2 separate regions of the Gossypium hirsutum genome follow, and region 2 is linked to region 1. The links are chromatin contacts, called in public Hi-C maps. All regions are on one chromosome and are shown on one strand. The core of a region is the stretch at or near the end of the contact, and the rest is flanking DNA. Distances in the headings are between cores, read along the strand shown.

What was found. Hi-C and Micro-C count contacts between places; a contact is called where the count stands out from the background.
Region 2: a Hi-C map of leaf shows a contact between it and region 1, with 2.4 times the contacts expected there. The contact joins the enhancer-like site here to the promoter of LOC107949706 in region 1. A contact is called at or near these places in 6 of 34 Hi-C or Micro-C datasets (all in leaf).

The regions. Positions count from the first base shown.
Region 1 is chrD03:41,491,938-41,499,298 of Gossypium_hirsutum_v2.1, reverse strand. LOC107949706 (transcription factor GTE10) reads left to right here and starts at 3,484. Exons shown (of 10, transcript XM_016884444.2): 1 at 3,484-5,714; 2 at 5,819-5,867; 3 at 5,971-6,111; 4 at 7,240-7,283. The coding sequence starts at 4,392.
Region 2 is chrD03:41,588,531-41,596,030 of Gossypium_hirsutum_v2.1, reverse strand. No RefSeq gene overlaps it. Among protein-coding and RNA genes, the nearest start is that of LOC107949896, 10 kb to the left of the region's middle. Within about 2 kb of position 3,345, at least 4 of the 9 cell types and tissues checked have an H3K27ac peak or open chromatin away from gene starts, as enhancers often do. A contact at or near this core is called in leaf, where this site is marked.

The DNA of each region.
Region 1 (7,361 bases), core at 2,235-4,734:
TGAGTAAAGCATTGATGTGAATTAGTGAAATGATAAACAAATTATTAGTATAAACGTATCCTTAATGTTAATGTTGAAATGGTTCGTTAGTTAACTTGAGTAATCTTGTTACTTATTACTATTTGATTTTAGTTATGTTTTTATTTAAATTTGAATTATGTTAGCACCATTGAGTAACCATTACTCAGCGTACAGATTTGTTTGTTTTCATATGCAAGTTTAAGATAAAAGCTATAAAAGTTTCGTGATCAAGCATCCAACTCTCAGGCTCTGCTCAGAAACCATTATGATCCTATTTTGTGTGTGTGTGTGTGTGTGTGTGTGTGTGTGTGTTTTGACATCATACAACATGTACCTAGGTTGGTAAGCTTGTTGCTTAAGTTAGTTTTGGCATTTTTTGGAAAGTGACCTACAATGTTATATTGGTTGGATATTATCTTTAGTTAATTATACTTGTTTATGTAAGTTTGTTCGTGCAAGTTGGTTGGTTTAATAATGATGCATTGAAGGTTATGATTTGGTAATGTCTGAACATGTTTAGATAGGCTAATTGGATGGATATGTCTTGTGGTAAGTTTTATGTATGTTCAATTTATTTGGTTGAGGCTTTAAATACTTAAAAGTACAGAATTTTAACCATTTGGTAACTAAGTCTCAAGATAGAAAGAACATGTTTCGAGACCATTAGAACAAATTCCACTTAATTTTTGCATTCAAAAGTTTGATGTCTCGAGACATATCTATATAGTCTCGAGATAATTGTTCCTAGGCCTAGAGACAAATGACTTTTGTCTCTAGACTTAAGTACATTGAAGCTAAATATATTTTGCCGTGCTTCAGATTTTGAGACAAGAATCCCTTATCTCTAAGCATTCAAACATTGAAGAAAAATAGGAAAACAGGGGAGGTTGGTTAGTCTCGAGATATAAAGGATATTGCCTCGAGACATAACATGTAGTGTCTTGAGACATGTTAACTTCAAAGCTAAAAATTCCAAAATAATTTATGACCTGTCTCGAGTCATGGAGACCCTTGTCTCTAGATATAAATTTAAAATTTGACATTTGAGTTTGGATTCAAGTCCTACTTTGAAAGTAACTCGTATAACCCCGTAAAGTGATGAAATGAAATTAATGAGTGTATAAATGCATGCATATGAATTATTTTGATGAATGAATAAAATGTATGTGTGTTATAGTAGCTTGAGTTGCTTTGGCGACGTAATGTGACACCGCACATTCGAATCCGGTGACCGGGTTAGGTGTGAGGTGCTGCACTGGTACTTGAAGGTCAGGAATGAGCCTGATGCCCCGTTGCTTAAGTCAAATTTTGGGGCATCGTTAAATTAAATTAAAAGTTTTGGTGACTAAAATGATAATTTTTAATGAGTAACAATGACATGGATTTTACTTTAATTACGAAGAAAACCAAATTTTTTAAAAAAAAAATTCCATGTCAGATTTCCATTTGTGATTTTAGTAGGAGTGACCAAAATGATCGAACTACGTACGTAGGTGCCTAAATCACAAACTTTTTTTAAGTGCCTAAAATGAAAATTTTTTATAATTGGGTGACTTTATGAATAGTTTACCCTAAAAATTATTTAATTTAAATCAAATATATAAATTATCTAATTGAATTTATGTTTAATTAAGTAAATTAATTATTTTAAACAAATATTATCTATTTAATTTTTTTAAAATTGAATGGGGGAGTCAATAGATTATATGTGTAACTTGTCGCAATATTATAATGACACATTGATTTTTTTTTTTTAAATGTCTATGTAAATTGTTATATATATGTGATTTTTTTTATATTAGTAATTCGAAAAAAATTTTAATTACAAAAATGGAGTAGAAATCATACTATTTACGAGGATGAATCATTTTTAACAGTAAAAGTTAGTGTCATCAACGTATCAAGTGATACAACTAATAAAAAATATCATTTTAATAAAAATAAATAAAATAATAATAAACTATTTTAATTATAATTTCACCTATCACCTTTTATTTTATATTTTTTAAAGGCATAATGATATATTCGATATTCTAATTTTATAAAAAGAATTATTTTAGCTATCTATTTAATTTGTTTCTTTTAACTCTTTAATTTGCAGATTTTGTTAAATCACCTCAAAATAAATAGAAAATTTAATGTTTGTTAACTTTGCTTATGTGACATACATGTGAATTTTCATGACATGGAAAATTTGGTTTTTTTTTTAATTTTAAAAAATTAATTAAATGTTGATATATCATCCATGTAGCAATCTACGTATATGCCACATCATCAAAATTAAAATATTAAATTTTCTATCTATTTTAGAGTAATTAGACAAAAAGAAAAGAAAAAATTAAATAAAAGGATAAAATAATTTCTTTTTATAAAATTGAAAGGTAAATAATGTTTTTATGCCTTTAAAAATATAAAAATAAGAAAACAAGTTAAAAGCCACGGGTGAAAAAGGGGTGCTACCCCCTTAGTTGGTGACATCCCTTATTTTTATATTATTTATTTATTTATATTAACATAATATTTTTATAGGTAGCGTAGTTTGACACGTTGACAACATTAATTTTTATTGTCAAAATAATCCATTCTTATAAATATTTTTTTCGTAATTAACTTTATATACTAAAACTCTAATTAAATTAATTTCATTTGAGTTTAACTCATAAGACTAAGGGTGGGTTTGGATGGGCGATTGAGTTCGGTGCGGTGCATTTAGTTTATTTTTTGTCTCACGTTACAGTATCGTTACAGTGTCTAATCTTACCGCCACCGCTATTTTTACACTAATTGTAGGTAAATACACCGCCCATCCAAACTCACCTTAAAAATACATTTTACAAAAAAAATTATTACAAATATATTTCTATTTTTTATATAAAAATCAATAAAAAAACAACGCAAGACAATGATTTTTAAGCTTCCATAAAAATATCATTAGATTATTATTAAATAAATTTTTATCTAAGTTATTCTCGCCAACCAGTGAGTGTGGTGGCATGATGTAATAAGATTAGATAAGATGAGGATTTAGTTGACAAAAAAATTCTAAAATTGGATTAGAGGCTCCCAATTCAGCACGTGTGGATAAAGTATCGTGAGAGGGCAGTGAAAAGTCAATGCAGAAACGTGGTGGGCGTACTTTCTTCACTCTCCATTAATAACTCTGACAATTTGTTGAGAATATTTACTCGCCAACTTGAATGTTCCACCTGTCAAATAGTGAAACAGTTAGAAACGTGTTGTTATAAAATGAGCGAGTAGTTTATATTCAATCACACGAGAGTGTATTGTAATTATGGGAACTCAAGTAAAGTCATCAAAGATTTGAATCGTAACAATGACAGCCGTCAGATCTAGACTCTGACGGTGGATCAGAAATTATAATGCTACCCGTTGGATTACACCGACTGAATAAATCAAAGGCTAAGATGAGTTCAATAGCGGCGGGAAAAGAGGCCATTGGGCCTTTAAGTTGAGAGGCGAATAAGACCTTGGCCTATCAACGACTACATTCTCTCTTTCTTTCTCGGTCTCTTTTTGTTATTAACTTTTTTTTCTTTCTGATTTTGCTCGCGCTTCAAGGCCAAGATTTGTCGAGGAGTGAGAGGAAAGGGGGAGTTTCAACTTTCAATTTCTCTCTCTAGGGTTTCTAATCGGGAAAATCCATCCGTGGCTCTGTTGCGAGATCCAGGTTTTGAAATAAGAGAATTCATGTGGAGACAGATTTAGGGTTTGAGCTACATTTCAAATTTTCCATTTCAACCTCGATTCTAAAGACATAAACGAGCTTAGCGTAGATTTTTCAATTTTTTCTCCCGTAAGTATTGATTCGTTCTTATTTTCTTCAATAATTCTTTCTTTAAACAAATCCTCATCATGCTGTGGATTCATACCAATCATTATGTCGGAAATACGACGGAAAAATGACTGAATTTTGTTGTTTTTTTTTTCCTTTGAGCGGCAAGGAAAGGAAAGATAAGTGTTATAGTTTTTCTTGAGGTGCCGTTGATTGGGAACTTAAGAGAAAAAAGTTCATAATTTTGGGTTTTGTTTTTTATACACCGATTGCGATTTCTTTAATTAGGGTTATAATTCAACATTTCATTCTTTGACGAATGTGAAGACCAATATTTGGGATTGGTGTATGAATTCTTTTGGAGGACTAATGAACTTCCCATTTTGGAACTTCTCAAGAAATTAGGATAAGTAGATACACTTAACATTTGTTGCAATTGGAGCTCATAACAAGCGAATAGAGTGTCATTACCCTATCGAATTTTACATTTTGATTCTGGGTTTCAATATGATCAACCATGGGAGATTATAGAACTTAGCGGAGTGGTTGTTATGTGCTGTCATTGGAAGTCAATCTTATGGCACCAGCTATTCCCATAGAGTACACAGGACAGAAGGAATCTGGAAAGTGTTCATTTTCGAGATTGATGGGGAAGTCTAGGAAGCATTCTAAGGGACGGAATTCTTCTAGTTTCAGCCATGATTACAAGCATGCTGTTGAGACTATGGGTGAATCAGAAGGCTTTGGGAGTTCTAGACGGATTTTTACAGAGATGACGGTGTCAGAGGATTCTTGTGCACGGAAAAGGAAATGCATCAGTTTGAATGCCGATGGTTATGATAATTTTGGTGTCCCCATGCAAGTATTGTCTCTGTCTAAGATGTCACTACGGGAAAGAAAGGATCTGGGATTGAGGCTAAAAATGGAGCTTGAACAGGTTCGGGTGCTGCAGAAGAAAGTTGGTTCTTTTGGTACAAGTGTTCTTTTATCACCGTCTACTGATAACAGGAGTTGCAGTGATGGGAAGAAGAGGCCTCCACTAGAGAGTGTGCATCAGTCAGTAGAAGAACTGAGTTTGCAGGGGAAGAAACGACCTTTTGGAGGACTTAATGGAGCCTGCACAAAAAAGAATCCATCTGGATGTTCTGAATCTCTGAAGCCTGCTGTGGCAGTGAGTAATTCAAATGCTCATTTGATGAAGGAATGTGAGGCTTTGCTTAACCGTTTGATGCAACATAATTTTGGTTGGGTTTTTAACAGCCCTGTTGACGTAGTGAAGTTGAACATTCCAGATTATTTTACTGTCATTAAGCACCCCATGGATTTGGGCACTGTGAAGAAGAGGATAACTTCAGGGCACTATTCAAATCCTTTGGACTTTGCTGCAGATGTTCGCCTTACATTTTCTAATGCAATGACATATAACCCACCTGGAAATGATGTCAACTTCATGGCCAAGACACTAAGTAAATATTTTGAAGTAAGATGGAAAGCTATAGAAAAGAAGCTTCCTGTAACGAAAAATGTTGATGCTGTGCCTTCAACAGCAGCTGCACCTATAGAAGGTGAAACGAATAGTAATGTTTTACCTTTGAAAAAGAAAATAATTAACCCAAAAGATGCTATGGTCAAGCCAGAGCCCATCAGACAGATCATGACCGATCAGGAGAAGCATAATTTGAGCACAGAATTAGAGTCTTTGTTGGTAGAATTGCCAGAAAACATTGTTGACTTTCTTAAAGAGCAGAGTTCTTGTGATGGTCAAATGGGTGAGGATGAGATTGAGATCGATATTGATGCTCTAAGTCATGAAACATTGTACAAATTGCGTAAACTTTTGGATGATTATTTGCTGGAGAAGCAGAAAAACCAGGCAAAAGCTGAATCCTGTGAAATGGAGGTATCCTTATGCATCTATCTCATCCTTTGGTGCCTTTCTTTTTCTTTTATCCAAAATGCAACATTGGCACTTATGATATTGCTTTGTCTTTTCCGTTTTTGTAGCTTCTTAATGAGTCAGGGTTTAGCAATTCATCAATGCAGCCATGTAAAGGTAATTTACCAACCTCTGTGCATTTTTGGATTTATTTACAGATAGCAAGGTAGTAGTAAACCAAATCATGGCAGAAACTAATATTTCTTCTCTTTCTTGTTAGGTAATGATCAAGTTGATGAGGTCGTAGATATAGTTGGTAGCAGTTACCCTCCAGTAGCAATAGAGAAGGGGTTAACCCGTAGAAATAGCAGATGCAGTAGTTCCAGTGGATCCAGTGGTGAATCAGGCTCTTCTTCTAGTGGTTTGTACAATTATACTGTAGTGAACTTTTCCTTTATTTATTTATTATGCTTAAGAGATCTTGCTTCGAGCAATTGTTGTGTGTTTGAGCCCGCTGTTTCTGCTTTATTATTGAAGAAAACTTAAAGGAAATATATGTTTTGGATATGGGAAAATATATGTATGGAAAAAATTCTATGTGAAAGTTATCTCTACTAAGAGTTCTGATTTTTGTTGAACTTATTCACAATTTAGTAGATCATAGTTTGTCTAAGTCAAGTTGTTTTCTAGCTTGAGATCATTCTTTGATGCTCTTCATTGTTGTTGAGTGGTTGATAAAATGTTTCCATGTTGTTGTTGTTGTTGTGTTTTTTTTGGTGCTATTCCATGCTTTTGTTTGGTTTCTACTCGATTCTGTGTATTTTTTATATCTATCCTAACGTGTAGAGGACTCAGATTAGACCTTAATCTTTAGGTATTTGGCTTTTGGCTTTTTCCTTTTTGAGGATGACTCCCAAATATATCTCTGTGGAAAATGTTCATTGATGGAATTGAATCTATCAATCCTTTTTCAACAGTTAATTCTGCCCATTTGCAAACATATTCTATCATTGTAACATGCTTACCCATCTCTGCTGGCTGGCTTATTTTATCTCAGCTGTATTTAGATAACTTGATTCCCTTAAATTAGAATAGGGTGAAACTATGGAGATGAGTCCTGAAACTTGGGGATACAAGATGAAAGAAAGAAACGGGAATAGCTTTTGAGAAACGGGAATAGCTTTTGGGTAACAGGCCAGCTTTCTTTATGATAATTTGTTCACCGTGTGGAACTTTTGACTGAAACTCTTGCTATCAATTATGCAATTTGTTATCTTAGGTCTTCATGCGAATAATAATGGTCACCATTTTTCTGATTTTTAGAGGTTCTCTAGTTAGAACCATTTTTGTTAATTTTTTTGCTTGAGATTTGATGCCCGCTGCCTACTTTCTACTTCATGTTAGTGATGCAAGTTAAATTGGGGACCATCTAAAACAAGCTATAAAATCACATGTTATGAGGATTACGTGGGACATGCTTCACAGCAAATGTAAACTTGTGCCGTTTCTTAACATACTGTAATTTTCATTTTGTACTTTTCTTTTTCAGATTCAGATTCTGCTAAGGCTTTTGTTCCATTTAGTTCTACAAAGGTATCTCTTTTTATAATTTGGAAATTCCAAGTGTTTTTGTAAATTGAAAACGAATTTCTTGTCTGCTGTGAGCGTATT
Region 2 (7,500 bases), core at 2,096-4,595, 97 kb before region 1:
AACTTTTTATTAAGATAAATAATTTAATCACTTAAAATTAAGTCACTTGAATTTAGATGTAATCGGGTCCATAAATTTGAACTAAAATAATTCGGAAATAAAAGAAAGAAGGATGGTTGGAATGAGACTTTGCATAGCTGTCCATCTAGAGGAAATTTTATTCAATTTAAACACTTTTTTACCGTCTTATATTTACATTAATACTCTCTTTTGATTCACTAGAATACATCATAGAGTTTTTACTGGTTCATAGAAGTTTAACTTCGTTAATCAAGAGTATTATTTCTGTTAAATTCTTCTAACTTGGGACCTTAGGCCACCCCTTTTAATCATTGAATAAAGTTGGGAGTCTTTATTTTTTAGTTGTATGCGTGAAGTACATTATCAGAGTAAAAGTTTTCTTTTGGTTTACTTTCAAGTCTTCCGAAGTTATGGGTCTTCAAGTTTTCCAACACTGGTGATTTTAGTTTTTGTAAGGGTTTCATAGGGGTCCAAACTCATTCATTGACATTTTTTGGATACAAGTTATCCTAGGCTTTTGTAGGAGTCATTCTATTATATTCTTCTATTTCTATTTGTTTGATTTGAATCTGACTTATTTATTTCCACAAATTCACTTGGAGCCCGAGTCTCTAAATTCCACCTTCGCCAAATTCTTAAATAAAGTATGCTATCTATTTTCTTTTTCTTTTACATCTATTTTGAGTTTGTGGTTTATCGTGCTAAATCTTGAACTTCAACATCACCATAAGTTCAACGATAGAACACAAAAATTTATGAGAATTTACTTTCCATGCATACAACGTTTACTCTTTTGTGCTTCTAATTTTTAAATTTTGTTATTGGTTAATTTATCATTTTGAAACCTTCGATTGTTTCTTGCGTAATGAACAATTAAATTTAAATTTGTGTTGATTGAGTCTTAAATTAATTGATATTGTTGTAATAAATAAAAAATTTGTGGGTTTAAATATATTTAAACGCGCATTATCTTTTAATTTAAGAGTTTAAAACAATATGAGTAGTAGTAGAAATTGTATAAATATTTTTTAATACAATTGAAAATCTTATTTTTAGAATTTATAAAAAATCCGTTTATATTATTTTTAGTTTAGGAAATAGAAACATAACTGCATTAGATGTAACAAATTGGAAACAATGAAGTGGCAATTATGATGGCCGTGATAGCGATAACAAAACATAACATGATGACAACCATATAGGATTTATTATTCATAAAAAATGGTAAAAAGGTTATCAAATTCAGGCTTGTCGAGGGGGATTGTTGACTACGGAATCATTTTTAAATTTTTATTTTTTTTACATTTCATCTTGTAACAGATTTAAGGGATAATACTTTTTATTATTAACGGTTTAGGTTAACTGTCCAAAAAATAACACTTCAAATTTTTTTTTAAAAAAGAACGGATTCAAGTTAATGACAAACAAGGTAAACAAGTTAAGGAAAAGGAAACAAATTCAACTTATTGAAAGTGAGATGAAATTCTTAGGGGTTGAATTTAAATTTACATATTTCATACATCTAAAATTTATGTAATTATTCGTGTAATAGATGTTAGACAATTGTGTGTGTTTAAGCTCTTAGAACTTCCACTCTGTTCATGATAATATTTAAATATAAATATGTAATTAACAAGTGTTGAGTATACTAATAAGATATATTACAATTTAAAAAGAGAATAAGATATATTACAATTTAAAAAGAGAATATGTGTTCAAAGTTTAGAGATAATTTTATTGAGAGGGGCAGTCACGAACCCCAAATGTAAACTGTAAAATAAACATTGAAGAGACCAAAAAATAAAAATAAATTTGACTTGCATCATGATATATAATCTATTTCATCTATCTTATATTATATTTAAATTGTTAACTGTTTTAATGTCATCTATCAATCGGGTCCAATTCAATTATCAATTAACAAAAACCCTTTATTTTATGAAATAATAAACATTATTATGAGAGTAAATTTATCATTTTAAATCATGTGAAATCTAGAAAGATACAAATTTGAACACAAAACATTCATTTTCAATATTTTAACTTCACCAATTCAATCAAAACCTTTTAGTTATATATGAATTTTTAATAAAAATATTTGTTAAATAAAATGCATCATGATATATAATTTTAATTAAAAATTAGAGATATCTTCAAAAGGGTTCATGCAAATTTTAGCCCTTGAACTTGATAACTAGATCTACTTTGATACTTGTATTTTTTTGTCCACTTTGATACTTGAACTTAGGTCTATTTTGATTCCTGATTTTGGAATGATGTAAAAGTTTGATGATGTGGCACTTTGATATTGTGTCATTGTTAGAGTTGTGTGACCCGAATCCCGTTTGATCTGGCTAGAAAAGTTCAAGATGCAACTCACTTGTTAAAGAAATCAAATAGAGAGGCAAAATTGGGGATCTGTGGATGCGAAGGTCTGAGGGTTAAAAATTTATGGGCCTTGCCGCACAAGTTGAATCTATATAGGACTATATTTCTTTTATTATACATTGATTAAAAAAGGATTTTTTTAGTTAATTACAATAACAAGACAAAACTCAAGCAACAAACACAACTAGCACGACTTGAATCTAGGCCACACTTGGGGCGATAAACACCATTGATCATCAGGCCATCACATGGGGTTAAAAAGAAAAAAGAGTTGTTTAACCCTTAAAAACAGAGCATAGCCAAAAGCTTCTTGTATTGTTGTTTTTCAGCTTCAATGAATTTATCTTCCCCTACCCATGGTTTTTCCTGATAAGGGTTTTTCACGTAAAATCTACGTATTCTTATTTTTTTTCTTATTACTTTGCAATCATTCCTACTGTCATTATTGATGTATAGTATAACAACTATATCATTAGATTAACTATTTTACAGATAATGACGTGACATAATATCATAATATCACATTATCAAAATTTTATATTTTTCTAAATACAAAAATTAAAATAAACCTAATCGTTGAGCTGAAATACAAAAGTGGAGCGCATAACAAAATAGACTTAATTATATTAACCCTAATCAAAATAATTGTTTTATACCGTGTTTCTTAGGGAATGAAAACGGTGGGCGAGGTTGTTCCTTAAATCTTTTATCTTTATTCGGGATGACCCAACTAGAATAAAAATCACAACGCTGCTTGGCTCAAGATTTGCCAATTGTCCCCTTGGCAGCTCAGCCCTCCACATTCAGTTATCATTTTCTACCAACAACTCGAGTAGCTCCCTTTTCTCTTTTTTCTCCACCACCAATCCGAAGCCGTACGATTCAAAATCATCGAATGATCTTTACTTTTGGATTCGTGGGCCCCTCTAATCTATACGGCTAGGATTCTTCCATCTGTAGTGATCAAGTTTAAGCAATGGGGTCCAACATGAACCCAATTTGACTTTGCTGAATTACTGAACAAGTAATCTCTCTGCCTCCTTTTTTTTTAAAACCCTCGACAACTGTTGTAACGTGCAATAAATCTAGTGGCTCATTACGATCAGCTTGGTCTTAGTACGTAGGAATCTCCCTTTTTCTCTTTCCTGTTTGGATGGCTCATTAATTTTCACACACATCAACAGAGCTGTTGTGAAACTTACGACCCAATAATGTCGACCAAAAAGGTGGGCAACTAAGGCTAAATAAGAGGCTTTGAAGTCTAATCACATTGTTAAATCCCACATTACCAAGAAAAGAAAAACAATGTAAAAGAGCACAAACATCTTTTTGTCGTACCAAATTTGTCTACTGGGTTTAATTAATATTTTATTTAACTAAAATTTTAGTTTTAAATATACCGTAGATTTTTTATATTATTAGTTGATATATTATTTAATTATTTAACATGTATTATGTCTCACCTCCATCCCTTTAAGTATATTGTTGGGTTCAATTTTCGCTCATGAAAATAGAGTACATATTTTATGACTAGCCATTTACTTCTTCGAAAGTCACTTGTAATGAAGGGATTAGTCACTATTATTGATGATGGAAACCTTGGTTACGACCAAAAAAATATACATCTATATCTATATTTTTAATAAAAAGACTTTGTTGGTGTCATGAGTTAACTTGACACAGTCTCAACTAAGAAAATGTAAAAAAGAAAAATTCCAGAACAAACAATTTCTTTATTAAAAAAAGATATCAAATTAAAAGAAACTTCTTATCTTTTACTTTAAGTATTCATGTTATTAATATTAATATATCTACTTCTACTCTTATTTTTGTTTTTGTATAGAGGTTACAAAGAAGTAGAACCTAACTAAAGGGGATGTGGACCCACAAGTAGTAAATGGAGCAATAGTTAATGCATTAGTTGTTGGGAGTCGCATTTTGTGTCCTCAATAACCAAAAAACATTATTTTCATTTCTTTTTCAACCAAAACAGGTTTTGAGATTATTATTAAGAATAAATGTTGTTCTTTTTATATAAATGAAATTTTCTATGGTTGTGCACAATTGGTTAATAGCTTCTATATCTTTGATAAAGATATGTTTATTTATAACATAAATACTAAAAAATTAAAAGCAAATAGTTCAATTCAAACTTATTTTTGACATTGTCGTTAGGACACATAAGTGAGAAACACATCTCCAAGCTTCATAAAGATGAATTCTTGGATCACTTGCTTTTGAACAATATGAACCATGTGGATTTTGCTTGTCAACCAAAATAGCTAAAGCTTCTTTAACTAGTAAAAGTAAGCAAGCTAATAATTAATTAGGCCTTATATATAATGATGTATTTAATCTAATGAATACATAGGCTAGAGGAGGTTTTCAATACTTCATAAAATTTGTTGATGATTACAATAAATATGTATATTTTTATCTAATGTGCCATAAATTTGAGGCCATTGAAAAGTTGAAAGGGTTTAAAAATGAATTACAAACCAACTAGGTAAAAGTGTCAAGGTATTATGATCAATCGAGATGAAGAGTATTTAACCATAGAGTTTGATGACCTTTTGAAGGAATATGAGATTTTGTAATACCGGACATCGTTATCTAAACCAAAACTAAGGAAATTAAGTTTAAATTGAGAAGATTAGCAAACTATTAGGCCCCACCAGGTAAATTAGAAATTTTAGTGGTCGAAATTTGAATAGTTGTATCTCAACCTTGGTTCGGTTAGGATATAAGCAGCTGGTTCCAAAGCGGGAGACATAATAATTAGGATTGAGTGACGATAATGGTCTTTAGAGACTGTGTCGATGGAGTATATATAGGTGTGTACGGGAACGGAATTTCTCTCAATTCTGCTTCCTAAACATTTCTCTAAGTATTGTCTTTTTCAGTCGCCTTGAAGAAGAAAATGATGTAGTCGAAGAACATTCTGCATGTTGCAACCATTGTGCGAATTTGAGTCTAGAAGTGAAAAGATTGGGAACATGTAAGTTTTCTTATCCCTCCGAACTTGTGGATTGAAGAAAAAACGTAGAGTAAGAAAACTCTAAGTTTCTGGATAATTATGGAATCTGGGTCTTAAGGGCTGAACATATTTAGTTTAATCAATGCATGGTTGTCATACTTAGCTGTCAGGATGAATGAGGCTCTGGCATTAGGAAAAGCTAATATAAGGAGGCAAGAAAATACTGTGAGTTTCTACACTCCAACCTTGAATTTCTAAGTATGTCGAAAGTTTGCATGGGTCTAAAAGTATCTGCCATTTTAGTTTAATAGGCATGATCCATAATGCTTCATTTATGCAATGCATGTATTGCATATGAAATACGAGAAGGGGTCTGCACCGGGATTAGACGAAGTTAGGAAGGGAAAAATGGATGATTCTACTAGATACTGCCATACAGTGTTGCTGTGTCCACTCGTGATGAGCGAAGCTTCGCGCTTTATGGATGGGACACTATAATGTTCGAGCATTAATGTATAGGATGAAAAATAAAGAGATGGATGGAATATAATGGGGTAATAATTAAAATATCATGGCTAGGACATGGAACCAATCAGAGGCTATACGCCTAGAAATGAGTAAGACCATAGCTGAAAAATGCTATGGCATCATGATAAAGATGAGTAAGAACATAGTTAAAAGATGTTATTGCATCATAATAGAAAATGAGTAATACCATAGCTGAAAGATGTTATGACATCATGGTAGAAAATGAGTAAGACCATTGTTGAAAGACGTTATGGTATCCATGAAAGCATGCCAAAAATGGCTAAATAAGACTAAAACCATAGCTGGAAGACATTATGACATCTTTTGGTAGTTCATCGGGACACTAAAGATGGAATAGTCCGCTGGGACACTAAACACGGGGTAGTCCACTGGGACGCTAAACACGCGGTAGACAATTGGGACAGTAACATGTGGAATTCCACCATGGTGTAGGGACATGAAGATTGCAATTGGAAAGCTCGCGGTTCATGAAAAATGCCAAGGGTAAAAGTGGAGCTTGCGGGTGACTATATTGATAAGTCCGATTACGAAATACGTTGGTCTGTCAAGAGAGGTGGAACACCAAAATAGTGAGAAATGCCAATGTTACGTTCTAACCCCAATTAGGGTGGAAAGGAAAAGAGACTTTTAAAATAAAGAGGTACTCGTAGCATATGCATATACTAGCCCGTCAAGGAAGTTGCAGAACCCATGCAAAGTAAGCAGACAGTGATAAATATGCGCTAGGACACAGTCGTGTACATAAGTTAAGATAATGGAAAAAGGTCAGCCGAAGGGTTTAACAGGCTGAATCGGGTCCTTTTAAGAGGAAGTGTAGGCCTAAGGCCAAATGGCCAGCAAAGTCCACCAAAGGATAGAAGATAGTAGAGGTAAGATCTAGCCAAGGAGAACGACAAGAATTTCATTGAGCTCCTAAGTTACGAACCGCATAGGTTAAGAAACCTTATTTGAAAATATGTTAGACAAAACAAAGGTCTCTGTATTACTAGTGAGCCCTAGTACTCCAAGGTGGTGAGGGCATTGAACTCTAAGAAAAATTGCACGATCGTGTGTCATTATTGTTTTAGGTACAAGTTTCACACAGTCTGAGACACAGCTTGTGACACAGCCGTGTGTCTCAAGTCAGTATGTAACACGGTCTGGTAAACAAGCAGGGACAGAACCTTGTGTCCATATTTCAAATGTTCACATAGTTTGGGCTATGTTACATGGCATGGCCACACGGCCGTGTGACCCTCGTTTCTAAAATTTTCAAGTTTTTCCAAATTTTTCTGTTGTGTTTCAATTTGATCCTAGAATATTTCTAAACTGTTTTTAGGACCCATAGGATCGATTTAAGGCCCGTAAGTGTATTGTATACTATAAAAAGTATTTAAATAATTATTATAATTTAAATTGAATAAATATTTTGTTTGAAAATGTTATGATTTGATTGGAATGCTCCGTAACCCTAATTCGATAATGTAGATGGATTAGGGGTGTTACACAAATAGAGTAAAAAAATCAGTGAGCTCTTTTAATTTTCCAATGAAAGCCTAGGCTAATTTATTCTCGGCCCCAAATGA